3 separate regions of the Zea mays genome follow, and regions 2 and 3 are each linked to region 1. The links are chromatin contacts, called in public Hi-C maps. All regions are on one chromosome and are shown on one strand. The core of a region is the stretch at or near the end of the contact, and the rest is flanking DNA. Distances in the headings are between cores, read along the strand shown. Region 1 holds the start of LOC100284160 (mediator complex subunit 10 CG5057-PA). Region 2 holds the start of LOC100285843. Region 3 holds the start of LOC100383258 (putative subtilase family protein).

The links. Hi-C and Micro-C count contacts between places; a contact is called where the count stands out from the background.
Region 2: a Hi-C map of tassel shows a contact between it and region 1, with 4 times the contacts expected there. The contact joins the promoter of LOC100285843 here to the promoter of LOC100284160 in region 1. A contact is called at or near these places in 5 of 25 Hi-C or Micro-C datasets (bundle sheath, ear, leaf and 1 more).
Region 3: a Hi-C map of tassel shows a contact between it and region 1, with 2.4 times the contacts expected there. The contact joins the promoter of LOC100383258 here to the promoter of LOC100284160 in region 1. A contact is called at or near these places in 5 of 25 Hi-C or Micro-C datasets (bundle sheath, ear, leaf and 2 more).

The regions. Positions count from the first base shown.
Region 1 is chr2:201,443,688-201,447,825 of Zm-B73-REFERENCE-NAM-5.0, forward strand. LOC100284160 (mediator complex subunit 10 CG5057-PA) reads left to right here and starts at 1,918. Exons shown (of 5, transcript NR_182039.1): 1 at 1,918-2,216; 2 at 2,392-2,452; 3 at 2,551-2,653; 4 at 3,961-4,050.
Region 2 is chr2:201,173,387-201,177,564 of Zm-B73-REFERENCE-NAM-5.0, forward strand. It overlaps LOC100285843, which reads left to right and starts at 2,747. Exons shown (of 3, transcript NM_001158733.2): 1 at 2,747-3,266; 2 at 3,362-3,497. The coding sequence starts at 2,908.
Region 3 is chr2:201,949,709-201,953,972 of Zm-B73-REFERENCE-NAM-5.0, forward strand. LOC100383258 (putative subtilase family protein) reads left to right here and starts at 1,788. Exons shown (of 11, transcript NM_001175919.1): 1 at 1,788-2,101; 2 at 2,211-2,305; 3 at 2,421-2,518; 4 at 2,665-2,823; 5 at 2,935-3,046; 6 at 3,142-3,685; 7 at 3,807-3,904; 8 at 3,985-4,224. The coding sequence starts at 2,036.

The DNA.
Region 1 (4,138 bases), core at 668-3,167:
ACTCCTGGCCAGACGCGACGGGACGATGGTGCCACGCGGTACGGTCGCGCCATCGTCTGTGCATCGTAACAATAATGGAGTTACTTTCGCCGGACTGGACTGATCTCGCGCGGATGATCAGTCGGCGCGGCGCCTCTGTCGTCGTTCTCGGTAGGTACGCAGCAAGCATGCAAAGCAGTGCGCTGCTGCAGGTAGCTCCACGGTTGCTTGAACGCTTTGTCATGGCCGGCCGGCACGTACCATTACCAAGCAAGCTGCCCATGCCACGGCGGACCACGCTAGCTAGCCCTAGCCTAGCTTAGCTTAGCTAGGGGAGGGAGGGAGGGAGGTCGCGGAGGTGTCCCCCCCCTGCACTGTTTCGTCGGCACGCACACGTACGACGAGTGAGACCGACGAGCACACCAATCACGTCGGTCGGCCGGGTCGTTGCGAGTCGGCGTCCGTCCGATGGGCGCCCTATTTTGGGCCGCTTGCCGATGACACGACGCGGGCCGGCCCTGTGGTACAGCCTGTACGACTGTACGAAGTGGCATGGCGGTCGGGTACGTGACCAGTAGCCCTGACTGCTGGTGACCAGTTCGTGCGTCGGGGTCGGCCGGGCCAGCAGAGCAGCCGAGGGATGGGGAGTGATGGACGTCTCTCAGCCAGCCTCCGGCACACTGACACGACACGAGCGGTGAAATCATGGCATGGGCTCACGTTATCGGGCTATCGCTCACGTGCTGGTGCCCGCTGGCGCATGGGCTTCACCTGGTTTTGTTAAGCTCAGGCAGGTAGGTACTCCTCAGATCGGATCAACCTGTCTCCCGCCCTCTCCTCACTTGTATGTATGTCTCTGCTGTAAAACCGATACGCGAGGATGATCTCAGTGCATGATCCTCAGTTTCTCCTCCACCACCGCAATCGTCAGGATTCAGGAGTCCGCTATCAAACCACAAAGATTTGTATAAGCCGCTACAAGTTCCAAAATAAATTCTTAGAGATAGAAAAATCAAAATAATTTTTTTTTAGATTTTGTCAAAACATCTACAAAAAGCTTAAAACAATGGCTTTAGCTACATAAAATTAGAAACATTCAAACTGACACCTAAACATGTATCAAAAACTTCTCATAATAAAAAGATAACACACAACCAACATGAATGCTTATATCATTAATGCATGTTACCTTCATGATGGTTGAATCTTATATTTTTGTAGTGTTTTTAAAAAACACATTTAGGCATCAATTATAATTATTTATTTTCCTTTAGATTTTTGGTTTTTTTTATTTCCCTAGGACTAAATTTAGCTGTTTGATTGTTTCAAGCTTCTAGACACATTTTCACTAGATCTAATTATTTTTATTAGGTTCACCATATCCTAGTATATTTTTATATACTTTTTCGAAACTTAGAAGGTCACATAAATTTTATGTGAATTAAAAAAATGTTAATTAATTTCCAGTTCTTTCATTAAATACGTTAAAACATGTTTAAAGGCGGTGCAAAATAAAAAATATGTAATATAAATGATTTTAACTTTAAAGAAATAAATATGTCAGTTTGTGAAGTTTGAGGAGAAAAAAAAATCAGATACAACAATAATTCAGTGAAATAAAATGTACTTTTTTCGTTAAGTAATGGAGTGAAACGTCGATGGCTGTAAGCTGGCCTTCATCGAAGTCGGCCGCCTCAGCCCAACATTCAACATTGACTCAAACTATGCAAGCCCGCTTTACCACTCACTAGGGGTAGAAAAATCAGCATCGGGCCGAATTTGCGCAGCTTCCCAAGTGATGTGGCCTCAAATCGGAAGAAAAGCAATTGAAAAAACTTTGGACAAGCAAGCCCATTAGCCAACTCATGATTTATGAATGGTTCGGCCCGGCCCGAACCTTCGACGGTGGCAAAATAGCAATTTTTTCCCTTTCTCTCCGACCTCCCCCCGTTTCAATCAAAATGGAAAAAAGTTTCCTCCCTTCCCCTCTCTTCTGAATCCGGCATCACCATGCAGAACACCGTCGCGAACCCTTCCACTGCGGCCGCCGCCGCTGCGGCAGGGAACGGCGGCGTCCAAGCATCGGGGGCTGGAGGGGAGCGGCCGGAGGACGCGTCGAAGCAGAACCTGGCGCAGGTGACGAGCTCCATCCAGAAGACGCTGGGCCTGCTCCACCAGCTCAACCTCACCGTCTCCTCCTTCAACTCTGCCTCCCAGCTCCCCCTCCTCCAGCGCCTGTGAGTTTCGCGAGATCATTCTATTCGGTTCCTCCCTGTCCTACGGCTTTGCCTCACGCTTCTCTCTCTCTCTGTGTGTGTGTGTGTGTGGTTGGGGGGGAGGGGGGGGGGGGGCTGTAAATTTTAGCACTTAGGGTTTGCGTTGCTATTGACTGTTGTCTGGGTCGTGGCTTAGGAATGCGCTTGTGGCGGAGCTCGACACGATGCAGAAACTCGCCGAGGGGTGCAACATCCAGGTGCCTATGGAGGTCGTCAAGTGAGGTCCTTGATTTCATAGCTTCATTCGTCATTCGGCCCATCTTTAGCTCTTGCCCTGTGGTTCGTGTGTTGTTAGTTTGATCGACGATGGGAAGAACCCCGACGAGTTCACTAGGGACGTGCTCAACAGCTGCATCGTCAAAAACCAGATCACCAAGGGCAAGACTGACGCTTTCAAGGTATGGATGCATTGGATCCTCTCAACCATTGCAGAGATTGGTTGACATGGAGCTGCAGCTTCTGGGTACAATTAGGATTATAGACACACGTTTGCATGCAATGTAGACAATTTTGAACTAGGAGTTAGCTGTGGAGCCACAAAACTGTTCTGCTGTCTTACTTTCCATTAATGACGATTCTTTAACTTGTTTTTGTTTTGTTACAAGTTACAATTCTTTACGCCGTCCTCACCGGTGGTGGTAAATGGGCGCGCAAAACTTTGTTTGGGAACTACACACTGTAGATAGAGTGGAGTTTGAAATAGGTGATGAGATAGACCCTCACTGGTGGGATAGCCTTAGAAGGGCAGGCCTAGTGCAGTGGTGACAGCTGTCTCATTGAGTCACCAGGTCGTGGTCGAAGTGGTCTCTTCGCATTTGCGGGTGGAAGGATTGACTCGTTTGTCCCTTGCCCAGACCCCAGTCATGTGGGAGCCTCCTGTACTGGGTCTACATTTTTTACAACCAACAATTCTTTGTCAATTAAGGAAGATTAGATTATTCCATGCTATTTGAAATCCATGTTTCTTGTAATGAGTAATGTGCATCACTAAGACTGCCTGTCTGCCTAAGTGTATTTTTGTTCTTCTCTGGAGTCATGCTCATGTAATTTAGTTGCTTGTGATATAAGAAATTACAAGTTTTAGGGAATACTGATATGTGTCCCTGTCATGGTTTCTTGGATTTTAGAAGCACAGGGCTTTCTTTATCTTATTTGTAGACGGGCCTTAGAACCACCTATTTGATCCCGCTGATTTTTTTTATGGTTTCCTGTCTCTCTTTTGCCTTCCGCGGAGAGAAGCAGTCTGTCAGTTGTTAAAAACCATAATCATTTTTTTACAGTTATCCAGCCTTTTTTCATGAATTCCTATAATTTTCTCTAATTAAATTTAGGTGAGGCATGCCTCAAAGTTTCTGTAGACAGTACTGCTCATGCTGTAGCTGGCACTGTATTAGCTTGGTTTACTAGTCACTGATTTAGATATATGGAAATTCTTATGGATACTGTGCAAGGCATATGTGGTTGCAAGGTCCTTGTTTGTTTAGCCTTATGGTTATCAGTCATACAAAGTACAAACATTTGTAGTTGATCAGAGAAGTTTCTGGTGATCACACGGGCACTGTTTTATGTGAACACTGCATAATATATATATATAACTAAATTAGCAACTCTATTTTTTCTGTGTTTGATCTTGGAGTTAATTCACTTTTGTTGCAGCTGATTATAAAAAATATGAATTTGTTTCTTTGTTTGTTGGTTATTTCAGGGCCTACGGAAGCATCTTCTTGAGGAGCTTGAACAAGCTTTCCCTGAGGACGTAGAAGCATACAGGGAGATACGTGCTACTTCTGCTGCTGTAAGTGGACACACGATTGATCTTGTCTGATATTTTTATAGCATCCAAACAATATATACTTTCCTGTTTATTGAGCCTAATAATTTTT
Region 2 (4,178 bases), core at 1,497-3,996, 270 kb before region 1:
TCGACTCCGCCGCCGACGGGCGGGCTGTCGGCCGCTATTGTCGTTGTCGCGCGGCGGTGGAAGGAGTATCATGTCGTAGCTGCCGTCGAAGGACATGAACTCGAGACTCCCGAAACGGAGCACCGTCCCGGGTCGGAGAGGTTGCTGGAGACTGCCCATCTGGAGCTTGACGGGAAGCTGTTCGTCAACACGCAGCAGGCCCCTACCTGGCGCGCCAACTATCGGCGTTTCGAGACCGGGGGGTCCCTCAGGCCGACGAGTGAGTGCCGCGTGCCCCAGCCCAGATGGGTCGAGCGCGTGGGCGAGCGCGAAGGGGGGGAAAGGAGCGAGGCGGCCGGAGTCCGGCGTGAGAGAGGTGGGAATCCCGCGGCCTTCGTGTTCGTCCCGCGCCCAGGTCGGGTGCGCTTGCAGTAGGGGGTTACAAGCGTCCACGCGGGAGAGGGAAGCGAGCGGCCCCAAGAGAGCGCCTGTCCCGTCCTCGTCCCCGCGCGGCCAACCTTTTCTAAGAGGGCCCTGGTCCTTCCTTTTATAAGCGCAAGGAGAGGATCCAGGTGTACAATGGGGGTGTAGCAGAGTGCTACGTGTCTAGCGGGGGTGAGCTAGCGCCCTAAGTACATGCCGATGTGGCAGCCAGAGAGATTTTGGCACCCAGCTGGTGTGGTGTCGTGGCTGTCGGAGGAGCGACGGAGCCTGGTGGAGGGACAGCTGTCGGAGCGGTTGAGTCCTTGCTGACGTCCTCCTGCTTTCGTAAGGGGGCGGAGAGCCGCCGTCGTCACAGAGCATGCGGGACGCCATCATTGCCTATCTGGCGGAGCTAGCCAGATGGGACACCGGTCTTGTTCCCTGCGGCCCGAGTCGGCTCGGGGCAGGGTGATGATGGCGCCTCCTGTTGACGTGGCGAGCCTTTGCCCTAGGTTGGGCGATGTGGAGGCTCCTCCGAAGCCGAGGTCGAGTCTGTCTTCCATGGCCGAGGCCGAGTCCGAGCCCCTGGGTCGGGCGAGGCGGAGGTCGTCGGCAGAGGCCAGGGCGGAGTCCGAGCCCTGGGGTTGGGTGGAGCGAAGTTCGTCGTCTTCTGGGGCTGAGCCCGAGTCCGAGCCCTGGGTCGGGCGGAGCGGAGTTCGCCGTCTTCCGGGTCTTAGCCCGAGTCCGAGCCCTGGGTCGGGCGGAGCGGAGTTCGCCGTCTTCCGGGTCTTAGCCCGAGTCCGAGCCCTGGGTCGGGCGGAGCGGAGTTCGCCGTCTTCCGGGACTTAGCCCGAGTCCGAGCCCTGGGTCGGGCGGAGCTTACTATGGTGCCTTTGGCAGGGCCTGACTGCCTGTCAGTCTCACTCTGTCAAGCGGCGCTGCAGTCGGAGTGGCGCAGGCGGCGCTGTCCTTCTGTCAGGCCGGTCAGTGGAGCGGCGAAGTGACGGCGGTCACTTCGGCTCTGCCGGGGGGCGCGCGTCAGGATAAGGGTGTCAGGCCACCTTTGCGTTAAATGCTCCTGCGATTCGGTCGGTCGGTGCGGCGATTTAGTCAGGGTTGCTTCTTAGCGAAGGCAGGGCCTCGGGCGAGCCGGAGATGTGTCCGCCGTTGGAGGGGGGCCTCGGGCGAGACGGAAATCCTCCGGGGTCGGCTGCCCTTGTCCGAGGCTAGGCTCGGGCGAGGCGTGATCGAGTCGCTCGAATGGACTGATCCCTGACTAATCGCACCCATCAGGCCTTTGCAGCTTTATGCTGATGGGGGTTACCAGCTGAGAATTAGAAGTCTTGAGGGTACCCCTAATTATGGTCCCCGACAGGTATGTCCCGTTGAATGTCTCCTTTCGCAGGGGTCTTCAGGGGGAGAACTTGGGGAGTTGGTATGCGCTAGTAAATCGGGTAGCGGGGCTTTCTTTAAACCCTTCGAAAGATACTTTCAGATGGAGCTTGCATCAAAACGGGAAGTTTTCCTCCCAGTCTATGTATGCTGCATTGATAGGGAGGGAAATATCTCGGCAGGAAACTCTCATCTGGAAACTTAGGATCCCATTGAAAATTAAGATCTTCTGTTGGTTCTTAACACGAGGGGTGATTTTGACAAAGGATAACTTAATCAAAAGGAAATGGAATGGGTCAAAAAGTGTGTGTTCTGTTCCCATGATGAAACCATCCCACATCTTTTTTTCGACTGCCACTATGCTAGATTTCTTTGGCGATCGATCTACTTTACCTTTGGTATTAGAGAACCAACTAGCTTGCAGGATATGGGGTCTTCTTGGTTGCAGGGGTTCAATAAAGACACAAAGGCAAAGATATATGTTGGAGCCATAACTATCTGTTGGGCACTGTGGCTTAGTCGAAATGATGTGGTTTTTGACAAGAATCCTATTCAAACTTACTTGCAGGTACTCTTTCGAGGAACCTACTGGTGTCGTTTCTGGGGACTACTCCAAAAGCGTGAGGAGGACACCATAAGGATTAAAGATGCTTGCAGGGTACTGGAAGCCACCACGATGCAAATCTTAGCAATGCACGGTTGGAGCTTTAGAAACAGGCTAACTAATAGCTAGTTCTCCAGGTCCCAACTGCGCTTGGGTTTGTTTGCCGCTTGTGGCTTCTTTCGTTTTTATGTCAGTACTTGTGGTTGTTGGACGACTGTCATCTTTGATATAGACCGGGAACCCTTTTTCCTATTATCTAAAAAATAACCTCACCGGTAGGCACGACACTTATTCAATTTTAGTGTACTTCAAATTTAGCATACTTCAATCGCCCACAGCGGGTCAAATCCAAAGTTCGACGAAAAGGGACCAATGTCGATCGCCATAAAAGCCGTCTATCTCGATCTGGACGGTACAAAACCCTGCACGCCTCCCCATCCACCTGTCACTCTTACCGCCAGCCCCACATCACGGAGCATCCCCCTTAATAACAGCAAACTACCACACCCATGTCCACCTCCGTCTCCGCCGCCGCCGTTGCCGCTCTCGTCCCACCCCTCACCGGCCGCCGGTCGCCGCCGGCATCTCGCGTACCGCAGATTTGCCGCAGAAGAATCAGATCCAAACCCCGTATCTTCTCTTCTTCCCCCTCCTTCCCCATTGTCCCCGCCGCTGCCATGGCCACCGGCGGCGCCGCCCCCACCGCCTCCGATGCCGGGTCCAAGAAGAAGTTGCTCATCTTCGACTCCGAGGAGGATCTCGCGGTTTCTCTTGCGAAGTACACTGCGGAGCTGTCGGAGAAGTTCGCGGCCGAGAGGGGTGCCTTCACCGCCGTGCTCTCTGGCGGATCCCTCATCGAGGCACTCAGGTTCTTTGACTTTCCTTGCACTATTAGATATAGCTCCTTTCTTTGGGTCATCCGGGGGACCAAGTAGATATCTCTCGTCGTCATTGGTTTCGCAGGAAGCTGACGGAGCCGCCGTACCTGGATTCAGTGGACTGGAGCAAGTGGCACGTCTTCTGGGTGGATGAGAGGGTCGTGCCCAAGGACCATGTGGATAGCAACTACAAGCTCGCCTATGATGGGTTTCTCTCCAAGGTATTCTCGGGAATTTCTTGTTCCTGTTTGTACTCGTTTCAGCCTTTCTTGTTACCTGATTGGTTAATTGGAAGACATATTGCAAATCCAAGTTCATTCATGAATTCGCAATGCTTTTGCATCATGACAAGGGGATTATTTCCCCCTTTAAGTGACTTGCTAGATTCTTTTGTGTAAACCCAGCTTCCTTTTCCTTGTTTATTTTTTAGCTATTTGACTTTTTTCTAAAATAAATTATTTATTCAGTAGGGGGCCCTCCTGTTTGTTTAAAAAATAAAAGGAACACAGAACCTGTTGTAACAAGGTTCCAGTTATACTTGGATAGTGCAAAACGAAAACCATGAGTTCTGGTGTAAATGAAATGGATGCGAACTGTAGTGACAACTTATTGTACTGATGGCGGTTAGTAATCATTTAGGAGCATACCAACAGGTGGTGGTATCTTTTATGTGATGTATTATGCTTAGTGAATAATCTGTCCTCGTGCCCCATGGGCAGTGGCAGAGCATGCGTGCATGTGTGTTCAATTTCTGTGCGACAACTGTGCTTAAATAAACTCTAATATCTAAATTATTCCTGTAGATTGCAGTGATACACAAAATCTTTTACTTGTTTACCTTTGCTTCGTGTTTCGTGTTAAATTTCTGTTTTAGAATCATATGCAAATGTGAAATAGGTCAT
Region 3 (4,264 bases), core at 538-3,037, 510 kb after region 1:
TGTCACTAATATTACAAATTCTTTTTACGCGCAGGGCGCACGTCAAATACTAGTGTGTAAAAAAAGAACGAAATGGTTAACCTGCTCCTGGCCCAGTGATCAGTTGAATGCGCTGACGGTTGAATGGTCGTCTGTGCTGCCAGATCCCACGGTTGAATGGTCGTCTGTGCTGCCAGATCCACGACCCAGACCTGGTCTTGTTTTCTCCTATGTCTATTGTCTTGACCAGGGATAAACAATAGTTCAGTCTTAGATCATCCAAATCTACTAACACCTTAATGACTTAATGTGGATGTGGAGTACAACTGAAAGCAGCGGGTGGTGGCGGGTGCTCTGGCTGGTGTCATGCTACTCTGAAAAGTGTTCTGTTCATTCATGAGGCATTAATCTGAGCATTGACCTGAAGCAGGCTAGGCTATGCACTGGTACCGCCTCCATTGACGCTGCCATTCTGTACTTGAGGCTCGCTGGAAACACACACAGAGAGAGAGAGAGAGCAAAAAACCGCTGCAACCAACTTTTCTCAGATGATTTGTACAGTACAAAAGGTGCAAACTACTTTTCACGGAGGAAAGCAGCCGGTCCCTGGCGAATGGTGAACATCTCCTCTCAAACGGTCAAACCCTTGTGTGGCGAACGAGGGGACGTGGGGCGGCGGCTCCTGCCCTGCGAGGCTGCACCCCCACTGCCGCCTGCCGCTCAGTAAGCCTGCTGCCACTCATCCAAAGTTCCAAACGCATGGCATTGGCATCCACTACTGCCTGGGGTTTGAACGTTGAAAAGGCGGACGAAATCTAGCGACGTGTGCTGCTGTAAAAGTTCCAAAGCATAAAAGCAGCATGCCCGGCCATTATCTATTTTTTTAATCAAAAGGTGAAAGAGGCACCCACTCCGGCCACTCGTGTTAAAGTCCACACTGCTCGGTCAACTGGTTGTCTCTGTGGTTGGTGCTGCGTCTCCGCTTATTTTGTTTACTCGATCCGATGTCACCAGATCTACACTGGAATGTTTCTATTTTATCCTTTCCTGGGACCAATGGTCGGTCTACTCACTGCCTAGCTAGGAAGTATATATAGTATCTTATGCAAAACCTCTTCATCCAGTTTGGCAATCATCACACGTGTGGTCCGACGCCCACGAAGCAAGGATCCTATAACCCGTCCATGTGTCGAGACGAGAGATTCCATGTACCTGTCGGGCACGTCTCCGCACTCAAAGGGAAGGGAAGCGAAGCGAGATCCCAAGAAAAGCCCGAAATTAACTTGCAAAAGCAAGATAGACGGCCCACACACTGGAACACCATTTTATTTTAGCAAGTGCTTGTGCTCGGGGACGGGGTAGGTGCCCGCGAGCCTAACGCAACGTTCGCCGCAACCTCTTGTTTGTGGTAGTCAAATTTTTTCCTTCCATCCACTGATCCACCCATCACGAAAATGCGGAGAGAAAGCAACGCGAGAAGGGACCGAAACCCTCCACCACGGGCGGGGCCGGGGCCGGGGCCGGGGCCACGGCACCCCCGCAGCCGCCGCACCGCGTAAGCTTGGGTGCACTCGGCGTTCTGGCGACGAGCACGACGCATTTGGCCCAAGCCAACACCACACGAGTACACGACCACACCGGGGGTGCGCGCGCGCACGCAGAGAAGAGAACATTTTGCTTTGCAGCCAGAGGAGAAGGATGGACGGGGTCGACGTCGACGACACCAGTCAGTCAGTCACTGAGCCAGCATCTCCATTAAAAGAAACAGAGGGCGACCGACGACTGGCACGTCGCTGCGTCAGGACGGGGAAGAACAGAGAGTTAAACAAACCTATCCGCGCTGCAACAGTGCGGTGTTTGAATCCAATCCAGCCAGACAGCCGAGAAAGCGAGCAGCCTTGTTCCTATACACTGTAGTCTAGTTTAGCTCCCCCCTCAAACCACTCCACCCGGTCCGTTTCCCGTCCCACCCGCGTCAGCTTCGTCTTGCTCTGAGCTGCCGGCGACCTGCTAGCTAAGCTACCTCGCTCGCACCTGGAGCCTGGTGGCGGTGGCCATGGCGGCCCTGCTGGGCCTTTTCTTCCTGCTGCTGCTCCAGCTCGGCCCCTCTTCTTGCAGCAATGTGAGCGACCCTGAACTGAGTCCTGGTGGCTCAGCTTCCCGATCCACAACGACCACGAGCGGTTCTTGCCTTGGCTCTTGCTTGAATGACGCGGTCCCGTTTCCTGCAGGTGTACATTGCGTACATGGGAGAGAGGAGCCCCGAGCTGCGCCCGGCTCTGGTCCGGGACGCGCACCACGGCATGCTCGCCGCCCTCCTTGGCAGGTGAGAGGCCGCCGCCGCCACTCGTTATCTTGCATTGGTCCAAAGCCTGGCGATTGCCTATCTACGATGCCCGCGCGCCCCTAACGAGTCAGTGTCACGGTGTCGGGCTCTGCAGCGAGCAGGCGGCCAGGGACGCCATCCTTTACAGCTACAGGCACGGCTTCTCCGGGTTCGCCGCCACGCTAACGGACAGCCAGGCGGCGCGGCTCGCCGGTGAGCTCCTCAAACTTCACTTGTCTCTTGCTCTCTGGTTGGACCTTCCGCTTCCGTGTGTGTTTGATACTGTGATGTTGACGAAACCCCTGCTGCTGCCTGCTCTCCTGTGTGTTCTGGCTCAATTTTGAACGGCGGCATCGAAGATTCGCCTGGGGTTGTGCGAGTGGTGCGGAACCGTGTTCTTGACCTGCACACCACCAGGAGCTGGGACTTCATGCGAGTGATGAGTCCGTCGCACTCGGCTGGAATCCTCTCAAACAGTAGACTCGGTGAGGATTCCATTATTGGTGTGCTAGACACTGGTGAGGCGATTTCCCTTCATTTTTTTTCTTTCTTTCTTTTAGTAACAGCTGGGATTAGGACTGACATTTCAGTTCGAAGTCTGAGGTATCCTGGTGGCTCGCACTTTGCAGGAATATGGCCAGAGTCGGCCAGCTTTAGAGACGACGGCATCGGCGAGGTTCCACGGCGGTGGAAAGGGCGATGCGTCGCCGGGGACAGGTTCAATGCTTCCAACTGCAACAGGTCTTGCCTGCAAAAGATTTTATAGCTATCGTAAATGAGGAGGAATTTGTGCTGGTGGTTGTCCTGGTAGTGACTTCAAATTCATGATAGGATAGGAAAATAATAGGCGCGAAGTGGTACATCAGAGGCTACGAAGCCGAGTACGGGAAGATGAACACCACCGACATCTACGAGTTCATGTCCGCGAGAGACGCCGTCGGGCACGGCACGCACACGGCCTCCACTGCCGCCGGCGCTCCGGTAGCCGACGCGAGCTTCAGGGGCCTCGCCAGCGGCGTCGCGAGGGGAGGGGCGCCCAGGGCAAGGCTGGCGGTCTACAAGGTGTGCTGGGCCACCGGAGACTGCACCTCCGCGGACATCCTCGCTGCCTTTGACGACGCCATACATGACGGCGTCGACGTGCTCTCGGTGTCCCTGGGCCAGGCACCACCGCTCCCTGCATACGTCGACGATGTCCTGTCCATCGGATCCTTCCACGCTGTCGCGAGAGGGATCGCCGTGGTCTGCTCCGCAGGGAACTCCGGGCCTTATTCGGAGACGGTGATCAACTCGGCGCCGTGGATCGTGACCGTCGCTGCCGGCACCATTGACAGGACTTTCCTCGCAAAGATCGCCCTCGGCAACAATAGCACCTACGCGGTAAGAGTTCCATCTGATATATTTTTTTTTTTTGGCTTGAGGTCGTTGTTGTAATGCAAAGCTCGTATGCAAAATATCCGTGCTCAGTTGTTCGCATTCTGAGATGTCTCCGACGGTGCAGGGTCAAACGCTCTACTCTGGAGCGCATCCTGGAAGAAGCATGAGCCTAGTCTACGCTGAAGACATTGCATCTAACGACGCAGACGATACAGATGCAAGGTAAACTTTTTTTTTGTCGTGCTCAGCGTCTCCCGATCAGACTTTCAGTTCGAATTCCAAACCGGCTCACGTCTTTGCAGAAGCTGCACTGCAGGATCCCTGAATTCTACTCTAGCGAAGGGAAAGGTGGTGCTTTGCTTCCAAACAAGGGCTCAGAGATCAGCTTCGGTGGCGGTGGAGACCGTCAGGAAAGCTCGTGGCGTCGGTGTCATCTTCGCCCAGTTCTTAACTAAGGACATCGCGTCTTCATTCGATGTTCCATGTGTTCAAGTAGACTACCAAGTTGGAACAGTTATACTCGCGTACACTACTAGCATGAGGTATATGCATACAGTGCCGTTTCAACATGCTGTTGCTCTC